Regions from separate parts of the Mus musculus genome. Here all the other regions are linked to region 1. The links are chromatin contacts, called in public HiChIP or PLAC-seq, Micro-C and promoter capture Hi-C maps. All regions are on one chromosome and are shown on one strand. The core of a region is the stretch at or near the end of the contact, and the rest is flanking DNA. Distances in the headings are between cores, read along the strand shown.

Region 1 (2,940 bases), core at 114-2,613:
CACACGCTGGCTTCCAGCTTCTGCCTCAACACCCCAAATGCTGTAATTGAAGAGAGTTAATCTTCAACTTTGATGTAAACCAGCTAGTAAATTCTGGTACGTTTATGTCGTTGTTGTTGTTTGTATAGTATAAAAAAGAGAAACATCCTTCTGTGAAGGTATTTTTTTTTTTTTGGAAGCAGATGAACTTTATTTTTGAAATGCACAGGACACATGGAACAATTTTTCACTGTTGTAAAATCTTCATGTCTCAGAACTATAGGCCGGTTTGAATAAACACTTAAGTTTGTGTTCTTGACCCGGAGTCTGAAAAATAACTACAAATCCATCCTCTGGTTACACAGGTGAAAACCAGTAACTTTTTATTGTTTGTTTAAACAACTACACAAGCAGCACGCAGAGGGAACGAGCAGGGGATTCTCTGTAGCACTGAACATGACGCTAAACGTAGAACAACACCTGCTACAAAGCAGAGAGAGGAACAGTATTACGAGTTCTGTTACTTGGCTTTAAGCCCAGTTCAGAAGATACAGGACTCTGACGTTTCCGCACATCTTTGTTTCCGGGCTTTCTCCTGTGTAAAGCGTTGTTGGGATAGGAGGGATGTAAAACTAGGCGTGCAGAAACAACTTGTAAGGGCTGCTATTGCTAATTCGGAATGTGTCAGCCGTCAGTAACGGCGCATTAGCTGCCATTCACCGAGGGCAGCTTCTGGGCTTTCTCCTCAGCTAAGTCGAGGGAAAAGCAGCAGAGCGTTTTAAAATAGGAGCACCGCATTTTGGAATTCTTCCTGTCCGTGACAGCAGTAACCTTGGAAACCAGGCTGCTAACACATCTCAATCGCAGAGCATCCTCAAGCTTAGCTTCTCTTGCTGTATTGTCTGGGCACCGCTATTCTGGGGGCTAATGTCAACTGTTTTTGTTTTTTTCCACCTCGGTGGCACAAACAACACCTAGCATAAAACCTTGCTAGACACCCATCAGGTCCCATCTTACCTAGAGCCTTCCCTACTTGGTGGCAGTCTCAGAATTGGTCCTGACAGAGGACACTCTGCCAAGGGGCCCGCTGATAGCAGGACCTCCCTAAACCTGGCCTCAGGGGACACCACCAGGTAACAGCACCACGCACACCCACCCAGGTACGCCGCGCGACCCCGACCCCGCGCCCCAGCCTCCAGAGAACCCTCGCGAGACAAGACCGCAAGGGGACGAGAAGAAGCCCACTATCTCGCGAGAAGAGGGGGCGTCGGCGGAAACGAGCTAATGCCCCCCTGGGCGCCCCGGCCCCAGCCGGTGGGCGTGGACCGAGGAAACCCGCCCCCTTCCGGCTCGCGTCCCCGCCCCCAGCCTTGAGGCATCGGGTCGCGAGTACCAGCGCCGGCTTCTCCCGCTTCCCTGCGGCGGGAGCCCGCTGGCCTTCGACTCTCGGAGGGGGCGCGGCGGGGGCGCAGAGGGGGCGGGGAGGACCCGCGACGCCCCGCCCCCCTCCGCGCTCTGGCGGCTCGGCCCGTCCCTTGGGGTCCGGGTCCCGAGGCCGCTGAGACAGCAGGCCGGCGCTGCCCGCAGGTGTCGGCGGCAGCGGCGGAGCCACCGGCCTCATGGTGGGTTTCGGGGCCAACCGGCGGGCCGGCCGCCTGCCGTCCTTCGTGCTGGTGGTGCTACTGGTAGTCATCGTCGTCCTTGCCTTCAACTACTGGAGCATCTCCTCCCGCCACGTTCTGCTTCAGGAGGAGGTGGCCGAGCTGCAGGGCCAGGTCCAGCGCACCGAGGTGGCCCGCGGGCGCTTGGAGAAGCGCAATTCGGACCTCTTGCTCTTGGTGGACACGCATAAGAAGCAGATCGACCAGAAGGAGGCCGATTACGGTCGCCTCAGCAGCCGGCTGCAGGCCAAGGAAGGCCTGGGGAAGAGATGCGAGGATGACAAGGTAAGGTCGAGCCCTTTCCTCGGCCCTCCTAGACTTTTTCTTTTCACTTCTGGGTGGGGTATTAATATTCGCCCGCCGGCGATTGCTGTATGCCGTCAGCGTGGTAGCCCTGGAAGCTCCCCAGACCCCCAGCAACCCTGTTTGTTGTCAGACTTTCCCGGTGTCAGCGCCACATTCTCTGTTCGCTTGCAGAGACTGTAAGTTCTGGTTCTCTAGAGTGGCCTATGTGTGGATACCACCTTTCCTCCAAGCTCAGCTGCTGAGCTGGCAGTGGTTATCATCTGGCCTGTGTGGCCGCCTTCGTTCCCGGCACACAGGCTGCCAGGTATATGTATGGGCATTGTCTCATCCACCTCCTGTGCAGACTGATCAATATTAATTTATTTCAGAATGCGGCCTTCTTCCCTTCTGGTGCTCAACATGTATTTGTCAACAGTATGGCTTTTTAGAAATCTCTATAAATTGATGTATTTTGCTAAGTAGATTTTTAAAAAATGAATTTTGTGTTGAAAGTGTTGTTATAGATGAGTCAGGAACCCGTATATGAGCCACACTTGTGACTTGAGTGCGGTTAATCCATTATCTTCTCAATTTGAATTGTTAATGAAATTAGCCGAAATGGTAGAATCTAAAAATAAGTTCTTAGGAACAGAATCTTATGTCTGTCGTTATAATTCTTGAAAGAAAATAAAATTGTGTGTGCTTAAATAGCTCTTAGGGCTGCTGCTTAATGCAGATAGAAAATACAAAATTTTAAATTTAAAAATCTTAAGTCTGGACTATGATCATGTCCTACTTAATAGGATCTGTTTTCACTATTTTATTGACAGTTTATAACTTAGGCAACTTCAGTTGGTATATCAGAATTCTGAAGACTTCTAGATAGGTACTATAGTAGATGACTTCTTTTCTACACTCTTAAATCTTTTAAGATTAAATTTCTTCTTTCTTTATCTAGTGTGTGTGTGCATGTGCATACACATGTGTGGAGATCCGAGATCTGGAGTCAAGTTCT
Region 2 (2,940 bases), core at 272-2,771, 250 kb before region 1:
CTCCTCCCAACCCCACAAGACAGAATCTCAACACTTAACCTAGGCTGTCCTACAACTCATCCTATAGACCAGGCTGGCCATGAACTCACAGAGATCCACCAGCCTCTGTATCCTGAGTACTGAGATTAAAGGTGTGTTTACCACATCTGGTGGGAGCACTGTACTCTTTTTTATTTTTTTATTTTTATTTTTATTTTTTGCACATTGTATTCTTAAGACTTTTTAAAGATGTATTTATTTTATATATTTGAGTTCAGTGTTGCTGTCTTCAGACACACCAGAAGAGGGCATCGGATCCCACTATAGATGACCTACCATGATGGTTGCTGTGATTTGAACTCAGGACACCCGGCGGAGTCATCTCTTTAGCCCTCTAAGATGTGTTTTCAAACAGTCTCTTATCAGCATGGCAGAACACATTTAGTGGTACCTTATACAATAAACAATGGCAACAACAAAACAAACACTTCTACCTAATTACTAATTCAGTTGCCAGTTTTCTTTGATTCCCAGTAAATTCCCTGAGCTTCCTTGTTCCAGGAGCGAGTCGAGTCACCGTCTCGCCTCCCTCTCTCACCGCTCTTTCTGAGACACTTGGTGCTTGTCTCATCTGTTCCTCCCCTGTCACTGAAGAAACTACACACTAGTCACTGTTGTGAGTCTGTCCTACAGATGGAGAGGCTGTGGGTCCAAGAGGCCCAGCAGGTGCCATCTGTGAAACCATTCTGATTATTTGTGAAGTGTATCTAAGAGGATTTCAATTCTGTCTTTCAGGTTTCTCTTAGCTCTGTTAATGACTCGGTGTATGGTCCTTTTTTCTTAATTAAAAGTCATTAACCTGTCTTGACAAAGAATGGTGCACTTGAGTCCACACTGGGACCCAGACTCTCAGAAAACCCACTCATGTGGCTGGATTGATGGATAACAAGGCAAAGGAATGGCGGAATGGTGCAGAATAGCCCTGCAGGCTGGCTTATGCCTGTGTGCTGGGCTTTATGATGGGCTGGGCTGGAGGTTAAAGGTCAGAAAAACTGAATTCAGGAAGGGTGGAAGCAATATCACTTGAAAAGCAGAATGGGAGTGGGGAAGAGAAAGGAGAAGCCATTTGCCCTGCCTCTGAGGCCAAAGCTTCTTTAAGGAGGGCTCATTGCCTGCATTCCACACTGGATTCCTAATGATACTACTGGTGCTGAAGCCGTCCCTCTTTCTGTGTGGTGGTCTCTGTCACTATAGTTACCAGAATAACAGGTTCCATAGGAACTGACACATTCTGGTTTTCTACTCTGTGCTGCTTCTAGCCATTGCTTCATTCCACACCACACCTGGCATGCCAGCAACAGTGACTGTCAGCTCCTCTACCCATAATCCCAACACAAAAGAGCCCCGCTGACCTCCACACAAGCCCAGTCTTGCCCCACCCCACCCCAATTACTGTGCTTTCTCACTAGAGGTTATGAGCAACAGCCAGTGACTATGAGAAGTCTCGCTCCTTGGGCCTCAGAGCCTCCTGCCTCCATTCCCCTGAACAGAACCATCTGCTACCCACAGGCTCGCCACACAACATCTTTGATGAGTCACAGTTAATGACAAGTTCAATGTGAGTACTGCCAGAATGATAAATTTAACTCTACTCAAATATTCATCACAGACTAAAGAAAGAGTCTTTTAGTTTTCAAAATTGAAATATTTTAAGCTTTAGAAAACTGCTTGCCTTTAAAAAGAAACCAAACACAGTCCCGGTAGTTCCAAAAACATCAAATGGAACTGAGGCAGTCGGCAAAGCTGACATCATGCGCTCGGAAATAATTGCAATTGATCGGAACAGTTGATAGAGAAGACTTGGTAAATAGAGTAGTGAACGCCGTGGGAAAAAGACACAGAAGCCGGCTCCAGGGGGCAGGCAGGCAACTGTTGGGTCATGTGACTATTGGGACCCTTTCCAGGTTGTGTGGTTTAGGCTCACTTGGGGGAGCCTTTCTTATTTCACGTGTTTGTCACTTAACAGATTATTTTCTGTGTCAAGATTCACCATATTTCCCTCACCTGGACATCTTGTTAGTTAAAGGACTAGCGAATACAGTAAGTGGACAGGGCCGATGTTCTCTTGCCTTTTAATGGGTTTATTGTGTGGCCTATGGAGAAATGGGGACCTGCGTTCCTGCTCACAAAACTTCCTTTATGAAATTAATTTTAAAATCTGACAGTATAATGGAAACCAACAGCTCTCCTTAAAATGATTTTATAATCGTTAAAAGATAAATAAGAAATAGCTTGGTGACAATGGAAATCAGAAAATAAATGAATGCAAATAGGTCCTTTTTCTGATGTCAGGCTGAGTAGCAAAATTAGATAAATTCTCATTTTATTTGCACCAAAAAATAAAAATAAAAAATAAAAAAAATCAAACAACTCCCAAGCCCTAACCTGCAGAGAAATGTGCTTTTCAAAGCATTTATGGGGTCGGGGAGAGTGCTCAGTCGTCAAAACACTAGCCATGTAAGCCAGGTGACCCGAGTTAAACCTTGGAGCTCGAATTCAATGCATAAATCCTATAGTTTGTAATCCCAGAACTACTCAGGCAATGGGAGGCAGAGACAGGGCGATCCCCAGGAGCCTGCTGGACAGCTTGGGTTTGAGGCAGTGACTGAAAGGCTAAAGGCACCACCGTAACAAGCTGAAGGTGAGAACTGACGCCCGGATGGCCTTCTGACTTCCACACTGTGCTATGGTACATGCTTATCCGTGCCTCCCCACCCTGCACTCATAAAAATTAAAGGCATTTGTGGATGTAATTTTTATTGTAGCCATAGATTAAGATAGATGTCTAATTATTCCAGGACTAAGGAGACAGATGCAAGAGGAGAATCTATTCAAGTTCAAGGCGAGCTTGGGCTACATGGTGAATTCCAGGCCAGTCAGGTCTACACAACGAGACTCAAT
Region 3 (2,940 bases), core at 227-2,726, 220 kb before region 1:
ATAACAAAAGCTCAGACAGATAACCGGCCAACAAAACTGAAAACCACGACACTCCCAAAGTGAACACGATGGCATATATGTGCATCTGGAGAAGAAACAGTTAAATTTCTAGTAGTTGGATACAGTGGCACTAATCTGTGGGCCCAACTACTAGGGAGGATTGCTTAAGCCTAGAAGTGCACAATCAGACTGACTGGCAACATTCCAAGACCATGTATCTTTTTTTTTTTAAGATTTATTTATGTTATGTATATGAGTACAATGTTGCTGTCCTCAGACACACCAGAAGAGAGAGTTGGATTCCATTACAGATGGTTGTGAGCCACCATGTGGTTATTGGGACTTGAACTCAGGACCTCTGGAAGAGCAGTCAGTGCTCTTAACCACTGATCCATCTCTCCAGCCCGACCCTGTATCTTTTTAAAGCAAATAAATAAATAAATAAATAAATAAATAAATAAATAAATAAATAAATAAATAAATAGTCCTAGACAGGAAAGGAATTAGTTAACTAATCAATGAAAACACGGAAGTGACTGACAGTGGCAAAAAGTAGTCTCAGAGGAAGTGATGACACCAGAGTAAAGGACATGGGGCTGGAAACAGATCTAGGGTTAGACTTAGAGGGATGGTGGCATATTCCCCAGGCACAGGAGGAATGCTAGCTCAGGGTCACGCTTTCTGATGAGAAGGCAAGTGCTGTTCACAGTCCTCAGGATGAGTCTCCCCACCAGGAAACAAAACTCCAGTTCTCAATATCTGCACCATTTTAAAGGCTGGCACACGAGTATTAGTCTGATATGCTCTTCTCATTCCTCTGTACATTTATAACCAACAGAAATGGAGGCCTCAGTGGCCGACACATATTTAGATAACAGAGTGATCCTTCTGACTTCTAAGGTCACGTTTTACAGTCTGTGTTTATGGGGGCTTTGCAGCCTCAGACCACTGTGAACAGCAGAAACTGCTGGTACTTCGGGGTATAAGCAAGCTCAATGGGCCAAGTCCTCATCAGTATCTCGCCTGCAGATGCTCCATAACTGTAGACTATGGAGACCTGGAAGCCAAAGCCCAAGCGGCATAAACAAGTTCAAGGCTAAGACATTCTGCCAGAGAAAAAGATGTTTAAGGAAACACATTTTAGTCTGTGAGAAAATGAGGTGGCAATTTCTGGCTGACCTTCAGTGACTGTTACATATGGTATGCTGATTAGCCTTTATATGCACTTACTAAAGACTGAAAGGATAAAAGCCAATTTTAATGGCAACGAGGTGGGTCTAAACTTTTCTTTTTTAAAGACACTGACTTGCTACTTAACTGTAGATGGCCTGAAACTTGCTATTTAGACCAGGCTGGCCTCTGTTTTCTTAGAGATCACTTAAGTTAGAAGTTAGAGACCGTACTGTCAGAAGGGCAAGCCCTTCACAGCCTCCCACCCTAAAAAGCTGATTGGCCCTGTACTGCGGAGCCGGTCCTCACCCCCTCCCTCTGTTTCCCGCCTGTCATCCAAGAATGCGGAAGAAAATCAACATACTCTCCTTCAGTGTTATTCATAATAAAGTGCCTTTCAAATTTGTACAAACAGTCTTCGCCAGGGTTCCAAGGCCCTAAAAAGACCTCTAGTAGCTAGTAAGTAGCTGACTACTTGGTATTCAGTAAAAATTTCATCAAGGAAATTACCTATTCAGTACTAATTAACATTATAAAAGATGGAGCCAACAGCTCAGGGCTAGTCTGCTAGATGTTTACTAAGACAGTAAGGACAGTCTTATCCAGATACGGGTTTTCCATAAAAATAATTAAGATATACCACTGGAGACAGGTTTCTTCATTAGGCCCTTAAAATTCAGGCAGAACTATAGGGCATAAATAAATTTTATGCCTCGACCCAGCCTTTTCTTTTTTATATTAACAACTGCCTAGCCCCCGCTCTTCTCTTCCAGGTTTCCAAGATGCCTTTCCAGACTAGAACCCAGGCATGTGAGCCGCTGGCCGGCCACAACACCCTAGTGCTGGGACTAACGGTGTGAGCCACCATGCCTGGCTGCATATGAACTAATGTTAAAATAAACTTCCCAGGCTGGCAAAATGGCTGAGAAGGTAAAGGCACTTGGTACCACTGCTAATGATATTCATTCAATCCTCAGAACCCATGTGGAAGCCAGGTGTGGTGGCGCACGCCTTTAATCCCAGCACTTGGGAGGCAGAGGCAGGCAGATTTCTGAGTTCGAGGCCAGCCTGGTCTACAAAGTGAGTTTCAGGGCAGCCAGGACTACACAGAGAAACCCTGTCTCGAAAAACCAAAAGAAAAAAAAAAAAAGAACCCATGTGCAGAGGTATTCTATGATTGCCACATGCGTGATGTGACATTCAAGTACTCGTGTGTGGCACGCATGCACACAAGTACATAACACACACACACACACACACACACACACACATACACACAGAGTAATATTTTCTTCCTGGATATCCAGAAATATAGAATCATGACTTATCTACCAGGAATAGTTTATGTTTTGAAAACGGGCAAGGGAAGACAGACTGTGTGTCCTGTCAAGGTCTCTTTGCCAGAGTAAAGATACTGTACGATTTTTTTTATCATTATGGAGTTTTATCTTACTCTAAAGCTGCCAATTATTTTTGAGCACTGCACTTAGATAGCTGTTTGCTTTGTGCATCAAGCATCCTCTCTCCCTGGCCCTCTCCAGTTAAAGGGCATTAGATTTCAGACTGGGGCTCTAATGAAGAAGAAAGGCTGCAGAAAAATTTTCCTTCCAGGCAAGCTGTGATGGGGACTGCAGTGGCTTTGACATCTGCGGCTCCCACAGAGCCAGTGGCTCCCAGAGTGCCAGTGCACTCATTGAAATGAGCCCCAAAGGAAACTGTGGTGGCTTTGATATCTGTGGCTCCCACATCACCACTGCATCCACACAGATG
Region 4 (2,940 bases), core at 165-2,664, 200 kb before region 1:
AACCAGGATCCTGTAAGCTGCCTCCTGACCTCCACATGGGCTCTGTGGCTGCATCTCCTCCACTGTGATAATTTAAAACACTCCAAATGAATTAGAGGCTGACTCAAAGACACAGGGTGGGACAGGGAGAGGAAGGAATGTCAGGCTTCCAATTTTTTTTCCAATTCTTTTTCTCACATAGATCAATAAAACTTTTTGTTTAAAACAAGCATGGTGGTACACACCTTGGGAAGTGGGGACAAGAGGAGGAGAGTAAGGCCCCTTGGCTACATAGAGAGTAAGAGGCCAGCCTGGGCTATGTGAGACTATTTTTAAAAAGCCTTTGCTCTTGAAATCCCAAGTTAGCACTCTCCACTTGTCTTCCGTCCGTGAGTCTTACTGCTGCAGGGTCTGTACAGGGAAACACTAGCACAGGAAGGCTGGTCTTTGAGGGGGGTGACAAGAGCTGATGCAAACCACACGCGGAATGTGTCTGTCACTGTTTTGTCCCAGGCTGGGCTTTATTTCATCCAATCTGGAAAGTTCTAGAGTCGATATTAACATAGCTAGTGTATCCAACTGACATCTGCCTTGTGCTTACTGATGCCGATCTAGCGCCATCAGAGATGCTCTGGGGAAGACAACCCCAGGTATTTTAAAGGGATCAGAATGATTATTATTTTTTAATAGTCAGAAAGGCTAGTCAAAAATATTTTTACAGCCCATTAAATAAAAAAAGAATAAAATCCTTGACACATTTAACACTAAATGCTGACTTGATAGTATTTTCTGCCTTCTAAATATTTTCAATTATCATTATGATTCCTTTGAATTTATATATTTTGGGCAAAACAATGATCTAAATAAGAATTTTTATGAGTCTTATTTTCAAGTAATTTTTATTTGTTTTTGTTTTATGTGCATTGGTTGTTTTGCATTTTTTTATGTATGTCTGAGTGAGGCTGTCAGATTATGAAGTTACAGATCATTGTGAGCTGGGAATTGAACCCGGATCCTGTGGAATCGCAGCCAGTGCTCTTAACCACTGAGCCAACTCCCTAGCACTCCCTCCAGCCCCAGCCCCAGCCCCAGCCCCAGCCCCAGCCCCAGCCCCAGGTTGGTTGCTGTTTGTCTGTTTGTTTTTGCTCTTTCAAGACAGGATGTCTTTGTGTAGCCCTGGCAGTCCTGGAACTCACTATATAGACTAGGCTGGCTTTGAACTCACGTGTTCCACCTACCTCTCCCTCCTGAATTCTGGAATTAAAGGCATGGGCCACCATTGCCTGGCTTGAAAGAGTCCTTTAACATAGAAAAAAAAAAAAAAACCCAAAAACCCAACAACAAACACTAATGGCTGTGTCTACCACCATGTGCTAAGGTAAGTGAGCTAACATTTGCTCAGTGCTGCTGGCTGCTACTCTTGCTTTGTACAGCAGCAGCTTGGGTCTACTGCCCTCAGCTGACTGATGAAAACCAGGGCCACTGAGAAGCTATGTGTCTTCATTTGTGTGACAAACAGGGGCTTGCGAAGTTAAGTGTTCTGGGATGTGGCTTGGTAATAATAACAGAGCTGACACAGGATGCTCCAGGCCCTCAGTCTGATGTCCTGGCATCACCACCAAGGAAGGAGAAAGAGAGAAAGGGGGAAGATCAGAGGAGGAGGAAGGAGGGGTCACTAGGTGCCAGTGAGGATAGGGAGGAAGACAGAGAGGAAGTTAGATAATGGGTGTTGAAGTACAGTTAAGTTCTTGTCTTTTGTACTCTACTGGTGTGACTACGGTTTATAAAAGCCTATTATGTATTTTATGAAGGGGAGAGAGAGAGAGAGAGAGAGAGAGAGAGAGAGAGAGAGAGAGAGAGAGAGAGAGAGAGAGTTTAAAGGCTCCAAACACAATGAAATGATGAGCAATAAATGCTAATTATACTGATTTGATAATTATACATTGTACACATGTACTGAATTATCTCTGTACCCCACAAATATGTACAATTACTATGTCAATTAAAGAGAAAAAATTTTTAAAATCACCACATAAAATACCCTAAGTATAAAAAGCCCCAGAATTAGAAGCATGCATTCTTTTGTTTTGTTTTGTTTTGTTTTGTTTATGTTAACAGAATATTCTACACACTAATTAGCTCATGACCTAATTAGTGTTCCACATGTAAACATGAACTATTGTTGGCTTTGAAATAAAATCTGGTATGGAAGGATCAATGGAAGAATTACACAGAGCTAGGAGCGTCTGAGGAAATTAGAAGACATTGCCTGTGTCTGGAGCAGAGAATGCAAATGAAGGCAGATGCCCCCCTCCTCCCCAGGTGAGGGCCTAATAGTCTGGAGGGCTACTGTGGTGAGTGCCCTTTACAGCCTTTCTCAGAGTCAGAGAGGTGTGGCTTTCTCTGTTAAACAGGATAGGTTCTGGGCTACAGCCCCTAAAAGCACCTGTTCTCACCAGCCTTGGCCACAGGGACTCCAGCAGCAACCATGGTCAGAACCATTCCTTATTTCCCTCCCCCCTTTGATTTCACTTAGTGTGTTACATCTTAATCAAAAACTGTCCCATGGAAAGTCTTCCTTTCCATCCTGATATCTGTCTCCTTTCTACCCTGATATTTCTAGAATTTAAAATTACATCGGAGGGGCTAGAGAGATAGCTCAGTGGTTAAAAGCACTTGCAGCTCTTCCAGAGGACGCAGGTTTGATTCCCAGCACCCACATAGTGGGCTTTTAACTCCACCTCCAGGGAATCTGATGTCTTCTGGTCCCCACTGGCACGAGCATGCACAGAATGCACATAAACTCATGTGGGCACACACATAAACATAATTAAAACTTATAAATAGAAAACTTTAAAATTGCATTTGATTATTATTATATCATTATATATTACCAAATTTGTCATAATCTAGCAAGGGTTTTTTCTTCTCTCTTTTACATTTATAGCATATGACTCATTA

What was found. Promoter capture Hi-C pulls out the DNA fragments that hold promoters and counts their contacts. A called contact is a pair of places that touch in the nucleus more often than the background predicts. HiChIP or PLAC-seq counts read pairs in DNA pulled down with a chosen protein or histone mark.
Region 2: a contact with region 1 is called in an H3K27ac HiChIP or PLAC-seq map of epiblast stem cells, with 2.1 times the contacts expected there. The contact joins the enhancer-like site here to the promoter of Golm2 in region 1. A contact is called at or near these places in 5 of 39 promoter capture datasets (the 3T3-L1 cell line, the C10 cell line, cranial neural crest and 2 more), 2 of 115 datasets of contacts at active chromatin or transcription factors (astrocytes and epiblast stem cells) and 1 of 9 other capture datasets (pancreatic islet).
Region 3: a Micro-C map of embryonic stem cells shows a contact between it and region 1, with 2.4 times the contacts expected there. The contact joins the enhancer-like site here to the promoter of Golm2 in region 1. A contact is called at or near these places in 4 of 39 promoter capture datasets (cranial neural crest, embryonic stem cells, frontonasal cranial neural crest and 1 more), 1 of 484 Hi-C or Micro-C datasets (embryonic stem cells) and 2 of 115 datasets of contacts at active chromatin or transcription factors (both in embryonic stem cells).
Region 4: a promoter capture Hi-C map of the HPC-7 cell line shows a contact between it and region 1. The contact joins the enhancer-like site here to the promoter of Golm2 in region 1. A contact is called at or near these places in 3 of 39 promoter capture datasets (the HPC-7 cell line, cranial neural crest and frontonasal cranial neural crest), 2 of 115 datasets of contacts at active chromatin or transcription factors (both in embryonic stem cells) and 4 of 9 other capture datasets (adipose tissue, embryonic stem cells, liver and 1 more).

The regions. Positions count from the first base shown.
Region 1 is chr2:121,865,607-121,868,546 of GRCm38.p6, forward strand. It overlaps Golm2 (golgi membrane protein 2), which reads left to right and starts at 1,364. Exons shown (of 10, transcript NM_001205369.1): 1 at 1,364-1,925. The coding sequence starts at 1,599.
Region 2 is chr2:121,620,115-121,623,054 of GRCm38.p6, forward strand. The region is part of intron 1 of Frmd5 (FERM domain containing 5); the gene reads right to left. Among named protein-coding and RNA genes, the nearest start is that of Wdr76, 110 kb to the left of the region's middle. Within about 2 kb of position 1,522, at least 103 of the 459 cell types and tissues checked have an H3K27ac peak or open chromatin away from gene starts, as enhancers often do. A contact at or near this core is called in astrocytes, embryonic stem cells and epiblast stem cells, where this site is marked.
Region 3 is chr2:121,641,610-121,644,549 of GRCm38.p6, forward strand. The region is part of intron 1 of Frmd5 (FERM domain containing 5); the gene reads right to left. Among named protein-coding and RNA genes, the nearest start is that of Wdr76, 140 kb to the left of the region's middle. Within about 2 kb of position 1,477, at least 18 of the 459 cell types and tissues checked have an H3K27ac peak or open chromatin away from gene starts, as enhancers often do. A contact at or near this core is called in embryonic stem cells, where this site is marked.
Region 4 is chr2:121,663,012-121,665,951 of GRCm38.p6, forward strand. The region is part of intron 1 of Frmd5 (FERM domain containing 5); the gene reads right to left. Among named protein-coding and RNA genes, the nearest start is that of Frmd5, 140 kb to the right of the region's middle. Within about 2 kb of position 1,415, at least 10 of the 459 cell types and tissues checked have an H3K27ac peak or open chromatin away from gene starts, as enhancers often do. A contact at or near this core is called in the HPC-7 cell line, where this site is marked.